2 separate regions of the Zea mays genome follow, and region 2 is linked to region 1. Evidence: chromatin contacts called from public Hi-C data. All regions are on one chromosome and are shown on one strand. The core of a region is the stretch at or near the end of the contact, and the rest is flanking DNA. Distances in the headings are between cores, read along the strand shown.

Region 1 (3,623 bases), core at 397-2,896:
CTAGGTATGATAGCATATAAAAATTGAGGTGGGGCCATGACCGCCCACCCCTTGGATCCGCCTCTGCTGCTGTGGGCTTCCTCGACTCCCTGAAGAAGCCACTGTTGGCCACCGTCGCGGCCTCCACTTGCACCACGCCAGACAAGCACTTGCCCTCCGCGTCAACAAGGTTGGGGTCGACGATAAACACCCACGGGGCCGCCTGTGGGTGGATTTGAGTCCCAGAAGCCTCTAGCGCCGAGGATTCTACCGACGACGCGATGTCGTCCCCATCGTAGAGTGGGCGGAGCTAAACGGAGGAGACCCATGCCATTAGTAGAGTCACTCCTCTTCAGTCTAGGCGACATGGGCCTTCCCTTGTTGGGCTTGGACGGGCAATCCCTGGCCTAGTGGCTAGTTTTGCCACAGCTCCGGCACTGGTCACGACCGACGGCGTGGCCTTTCCCAGCACCGGTTTGCTTGCCGGTATTGGGTCGTGCCCCGACGCGGACGTCGCCTGTGGTTGCCGGACTTCGACGCGCCGGCGTCATTTCGGTATTTCTCCTTCCACCGGGCTTCCTGCTGCTCCTCCGTTAGGTACAGCTTACCCCTCGTCAACGGTGGTGGTGCATCATCAGCATCCTCGTCCGCTTTCAGCCAACCGGTGATGTCCTCCACTGTGAGGGTCGACACATCTAGTAGAGTCTCGATGGAAACTACTAGTTGCTTGTACCTTGGACGAGCGATCCGAAGATACTTCTCCACCACCTTCTCTAGAGACTCTGGGCCACCCAGCATGGCGAGCTGCGCGACAACGTCGGTGAGCCAAAGTGCGAACGCCTCCACCGACTCGCTGCCCCAGAACGACAACATCTCGTACTTGAGGCGTAGCCTCTGTGCCGCCGACTTCCGCACTCATTCATCGTCGATTCACAGCGACTTCAGGGCTTCCCAGGCCTCCTTTGTCGTCGGTTTGACGACCATCATGGAGACCATCTCCGGTGGCGTGGCGCTGCATATGACATCGAGCGCCATCCGATCGTCGCGTATGTCGATGTCGTCGATCTCCACAGCCTCCCATAGTCTGTGTGCTTGCATCTTCACCTTCATCAGCAAAACCCAATCGTTGTAGTTCATCTTTGTGAGAACCGGGTAAGTGGTCGATCCAGGCACCACGACAAGCTCGATGACGACCTCGCGAGTCCACGGACGTCGCGGCGACGATCGTCCTCACCAGAATTGCGGTGTCATCAAGCGCTCCGACGTATAGACATCCTCCTGATCTTCTTCCTCGGCTCTGATACCAAATGTTGCAAATACCGATGAGTTAAGCTGCCGACGCTCACACACACAAACTCTCCGATCAACTGAAGAACTAGAGACACGTGGTTTTGGTGAAGACCTAGAGACAGGTGGTTTTGGTGCTGTGTAAAACTTATATATCAAATTAAAACAGACTCGACTCTTATATGCACTTCATGCCGTATTTCTTGATCGTGTCATCACACGTCCTACAAACACTCTCCTGAGACTGCAAACACTACTGACGGGCCAGCTTATTCAGACTGAACAATCAAAAGAAAACCGACTAACTGAAAAAAGGAGCAGCTAAGTCCTAACTGACAAACAGGTACTAACAAGGAACACCAATGTACCATGGTAGCAGCGCGGTGGCTCTGCCACCTAGCGCCCGTCTGGACGCCGGCTCTCTCCCCGCGCTCCTGGCTGGCCTTGCCCGTCGCGCAATGACCCCCGCAGCGGCGAGGCAGCTCCAAGTGCAGCTCCTCGTCCGGGGTCTCCCTCTCCCCGCTCGCGCCGCCGTCTCCCTCATAGCCTCGTCCCATTCTCCGGGCCACGCCCGCGCAGTCTTCGACAACGCCGTCCCCACCGCCTGTGAGAACGTCTACCTCTGGACCGCCACCATCGCTGCTTACGCCAGACACGCCTCGTCCTCTCCGTCGGTAGCCGAAGGGGCGCTCACGCTGTTCCGGCTCATGCTCCGGCATGGTGTCCCTCGCCCGAACGCCTTCACGGCGAGCTCCGTGGTCAGGTGCTGCTCGGCACTGCGGGCCGTTCGAGTGGGGATCCAGGTGCACGGGTTCTTGGTGAATGCTGGACTCGGACGCGCTGAGCACGTGAGAGCCGCGTTGGTTGACATGTACGGCAACCATGGCCGGGTAGCGGATGCGAGGAGGGTGTTCGACGAAATGTCTGCCACAAGTGTGGTCCTGGGGAATACCATGGTGGCGTGCTACGTCAGGGCAGGGGATGTGGAGTCTGGGCGGGTTGTGTTTGATAGGATGGTGGAAAGGGACCTAATCTCTTGGAACACGCTGATGATGGGGTACTTGCGGCAGGGGGGTGCAGGTGTGGCAAGGGAATTGTTTGAAGAGATGCCAGACAGGAATGTGAACAGCTGGAACATGGCGATTGCTGCATACTCGCAGGAGAGGTCATGGGCTGATGCAGTTGCTGTGTTCAATCGTATGCGCCTCGCCAGATTCCAACCTGATCCCGCGACGATGGCTGTGCTGATGTCTGCCTGTGCACAGCTTGGTTCTTTGTCAGTTGCAAGACAGGTGCATGGGATTTTGAGGAAAGGCTGTGTCGAAATGAACTTCCATGTGCTGAATTCATTGATTGACATGTATGCTAAGTGTGGTAGTATCAGCCAAGCTCATTTGTTGTTTGTTGAGACACATTTAAAGGACACAGTGTCTTACAATGTGATGATCTGTGCTCTTGCACGCCATGGACATGGCAGAGATGCACTTCAGGTCTTCGATGAGATGTCTAAGGAACGATTGCAGCCAGATGCGGTCACTTTGCTTGGCGTTTTGTCAGCTTGTGCTCATGCTGGACTAGTTCATGATGGGAAGTTCTACTTTGAATCTATGAAAACAAATTATGCAATTGAGCAATCCCCAGATCACTATGCATGCATGGTGGATCTCTATGGCCGAGCTGGACTCATTAAGGAAGCATACGAATTAGCACGGGCAATGCCAATGGAACCACATGCAGGTGTCTGGGGAGCCTTGATCAATGCATGCAGGAAGCATTGCAATGTTGAAGTCGGTAAGGTTGCAGCGAGAGAGCTCATTGCTATTGAACCCAGGAATCCTGGAACTTATGTACTCCTTGCCAACACGTTGGCTCGTGGTCAGCAATGGGAATTTGTTGAGACTGTGTGGCAATCAATGAGAGGAAAGGGTATTGAGAAAACAGCAGGGTGCAGTTGGCTTGAAGTGGAAAATGTTGTTCATGAGTTCTTGATGGGAGAGTCCAGCCACCCTAATTCCGATGAGATTTACAGCATCCTTGAGCATCTGTATCTACAACTGACTTAAGTTTGGTCTTTTGCTATAAAGGAGACGAGATCATTATGCTGGATGCCTCCATATGCAGTGTCAGGCTGTAAAACCATGAAGAAATTTGTATCAGTCATTTTTATCAAGTAGGAATCAGAGACGCTGAAGGCTGTGACTTGAAATGTAAACCTTTTAGAGCAGCTGATCAAGGATGGCTTCATTTCGTAATGACTGAAGACACAATGCAATGTACTTGAAAATGTGGCAAATCATGGTATTCTGCAGAAGTGCAGAATCTATGACACGAGAAGGACAAAACCAAGTCAAGGTATG
Region 2 (3,519 bases), core at 229-2,728, 170 kb before region 1:
ATTTTTAGCTCGTTTCAATTTTTTTATTAAACTATTTCGAAGCAATATAGATGAAGTAAAATTTCGTTGCCCTATCCACCGTCGAGGCTGAGTACATTGCCGCAGGACAATGTTGCGTGCAATTACTTTGGATGAGACAAACTCTAAAAGACTTTGGCTACAATCTGAGCAAAGTCCCACTCCTATGTGATAATGAGAGTGCAATCCGTTTGGCGGATAATTCTGTTGAACACAGCTGCACAAAAGCACATAGACATCCGGCATCACTTCGTAAGATACCACCAGCAAAGGGGAGATATCAATATAAGCCATGTTAGCACCGATCACCAGCTAGTCGATATCTTCACCAAGCCCTTAGATGATAGGAGGTTTTGTGAGCTACGTAGTGAGCTAAATGTCTTAGATTTACGGAACTTGGATTGATTTGTATCATACATATTTTATATGCATTTGATCATGTTAATTGTTAAAACTTATTGGACTAGAGAAGGACATATTCACCTTGACACCATGAATATTCCTTGAAACTTCCAACAAGAAAGGTGGGAAGGGAAAAGCTATCTCAAATCTTGCAATAAATTTTGTATACACATATACACAAGAGTAGACAAGGAACTTCAAATAGCCAGTGGGGGTTGGAATAGTTGGAAAGATAACTTACTCAAGTGAAAAGATTTCCAGATATTGCTCGTGCATCACATCCTTAGGATCCCATGTCGCTTCTTCCTCGGTATGGTTCTCCCACGGAATCTTCACAAGCTTTACTTTCTTTCCCTTGACATTGTTCTCGGCCTTCTCAAGAACACACAAATGTTGTTCCACATAGACAAGGCTTGGTTGAAGGTCAAGAGCATCCACTTCTACGACTTCGGTTGGCACACGAAGACACTTCTGAAGTTGCGAGACGTGAAACATACCATGGAGTCAAGGGTGTTGCTCTGCTTCTTGATCCTCCTCGAGAAAGCCACTGGCGACGTGTAGTGCAACTACACGATGTCGCTTGTGGAGATATTTTAGTGTCGTCAAGTAGAACGTCGAGCTCCAACGGTCAACGTTAAGCCCCCCTATCAGCGGCCTCAGACACATGAGGAAAAATAGGGTACAAAATTGTATTCAATCATTTTTTTCGTTTTATTAAATGACGAAATAGCATTATAGCATGTGTGACATGTTTCATAATGACATTCAGATGAAATCCATCAAAATCTATACCACTATATAATTCACTAGTTTAAACTTTACAAAAACCCATTTAACTAAATCACATGTACACCTATAACATCTACTGAATCCACCAAACAAATTGCATCCATACTTAACACACCATCAAAACCAATGATTCAAATCGCCGGGTAACTCTCTATCTTACTTAAATCTAACAAACAATATTATTTAGATCATTTATCATACATCATTCTATCCCCTTGACCCTATGGTCCTAGCCTCTCCCTCCGCGCGTCTACGCCGCCCCCTAACCTTACTCATGCCTCCATTGCCGCCAATCCCTCCTCTTACGCTGTCGTCGTCGTCGACCCTCTCCCCTCTCTAGAATCGTAACATTATTACCCGCTAATGGTTAATAATGGTGAAGTACAAAGCCAACTTCTTATAATGGGTAAAATTCTAAATTTCTGCCTTAGAAAGATAGTGGATCCAATCTTTGAAGTGGTAAACGGAGGAAGTCCAATATTAAAACTGGTAATAATTGGCAGAAATCTCATGAAATCAAAATTTACTCCTAGATGACTTGCTAATTGGTGCTAAATTCATCGAGGCACGCGAACTCAAATCAAGATCTCTTCTTATGAGTTTGCTTGGCGGAGCTCGATTCGCTGCGTCGCTGAGCCTGAGTAATCGATTCGTGCTGGGCGGTGGCGTGGTCGGAGGGATCTGAATCCTAGCGCCGTCCGTATCTGAAACCCGCGCCGGCGAGCTGCTCGGCGCCTCGGTGGCATGGGTGGCTGGAAAGCGGGGGAGAGGAGAAGCAGCGGAGATATGAACGGAGGCGGCGGCAGCAGCCGGGACGAGTTCGGGCGGGCGGTGGCGCGGGCCGCGGTGGCGCAGGCACTGCAGGCCGCGGGGTTCGATTGCGCGCACCGCTCCGCGGTGGACGCGGTCGTCGACACCGTCCTGCGCTATATCACCCACCTGGGCCGGTCTGCCGCCTTCCACGCCAACCTCGCCGGCCGCGCGCACGCTAATGAGCTAGACGTCATCCAGGCGCTCGAGGAGGTCGGCGCCGACACGTATGGTTTCGCTGGCGCGGCAACCACGGGCCACTGCCTCGTCGGCTCTGGCGTCGTCAAGGACCTCATGGCGTTTGTCCATTCCAAGGACGAGGTGCCGTTCGCGCGGCCGCTGCCTAGGTTCCCCATCCAGCGCGTGGAGCCGCAGCCTTCTGCCAGCTTCACTGTGACTGGGAGGGAGACTGGGATGAAGCACGTGCCGGAGTGGCTGCCTGCTTTCCCAGATCCGCACACCTATGTGACGACGGAGGTGTGGGTTGAGCCGCCGGCGACCAAGGACAGGGTTGACAAAGTGGAGCAGGTGCGGCAACGAAGGAAAGCTGAGAAGTCCCTGCTCAGCCTGCAGCGAAGGCTGGCTATGGCTGGTGCGGATAGGTTTCGTCCAGCTGTGGCACATGATAATGCGCTGAAGGGGAAGGAGATACAGGCAGCTGGGACGAAGAGAAATCCATTTCTTGAGCCAGCATTGTTACCTGGACAGAAGGATGTATCAGAGGTTGATATGCCTCCGGAAAAGAAGAAATTCTCTGTCCTTGAGGCATTTGCACCAGCTATTCAAGCTAGAACCATCAGGGAGATTGATGCTAGTGCTGGGTTGGATCAAAATCAAAGGAACATTGTTCCAAAAGAGAGGGCTCCAGTTCATCTTAAGATTGGATTTAGTAATAAGTCATTAGCAGCAGCTCAGAATTCAAGAGCCCTGGATCTGAGGGATGATCTTTTCTTCTTGAAAGAGGAAACAAAGGATGATAAGAAGCGGAGAGCGGGCATGATATTAAGGGCATCAATGGAGAACCCACAAGAACTTCCTCAGCTCTAAAGTTGTTTATGGAGGAAGTCTGGTACTAATAGTGGAGTCGCATCGTGTTGTTGTGATCATGGAACTTCAGTTTCTAGAATCTTGAGGTAAACATTTATCTTGTGGTAACTCATTGGTCTATGCTGTCAAATGCTCTAGAGGCCCATGCGGATGAAACCCATGTAGTTGAAAATCCTGTGTGCATCAAAATGGTGGAACAATTTGCCAAATTTAGCTGGGCAATGTCTTAGTGTATATTTGTTTATTGCTTATTTAGGACAATGATACAGAGCTCTACAAAACATCTATGCATCTATCCGTTAGCTGTAGCTACTTTGATTAGTCTTGGATGGTAGAAAATCTGGAATTTAAAACTTACCTTTTTGGTAGGCTTGCTCTGCTCAGTATTATTAGCAATTGATCTACCATTGGACAATAATCATACATGGTTTTATGCCTAAATGTTTCCATTGA

Evidence for each region. Hi-C and Micro-C count contacts between places; a contact is called where the count stands out from the background.
Region 2: a contact with region 1 is called in a Hi-C map of ear, with 2.4 times the contacts expected there. The contact joins the promoter of LOC103650604 here to the enhancer-like site in region 1. A contact is called at or near these places in 5 of 25 Hi-C or Micro-C datasets (ear, leaf, tassel and 1 more) and 1 of 3 datasets of contacts at active chromatin or transcription factors (leaf).

The regions. Positions count from the first base shown.
Region 1 is chr3:137,313,309-137,316,931 of Zm-B73-REFERENCE-NAM-5.0, reverse strand. No RefSeq gene overlaps it. Among protein-coding and RNA genes, the nearest start is that of LOC103650603, 39 kb to the left of the region's middle. Within about 2 kb of position 1,646, at least 7 of the 20 cell types and tissues checked have an H3K27ac peak or open chromatin away from gene starts, as enhancers often do. A contact at or near this core is called in ear, where this site is marked.
Region 2 is chr3:137,479,345-137,482,863 of Zm-B73-REFERENCE-NAM-5.0, reverse strand. It overlaps LOC103650604 (transcription initiation factor TFIID subunit 8), which reads left to right and starts at 1,478. Exons shown (of 2, transcript XM_008676175.4): 1 at 1,478-3,152. The coding sequence starts at 1,954. The coding sequence ends at 3,066.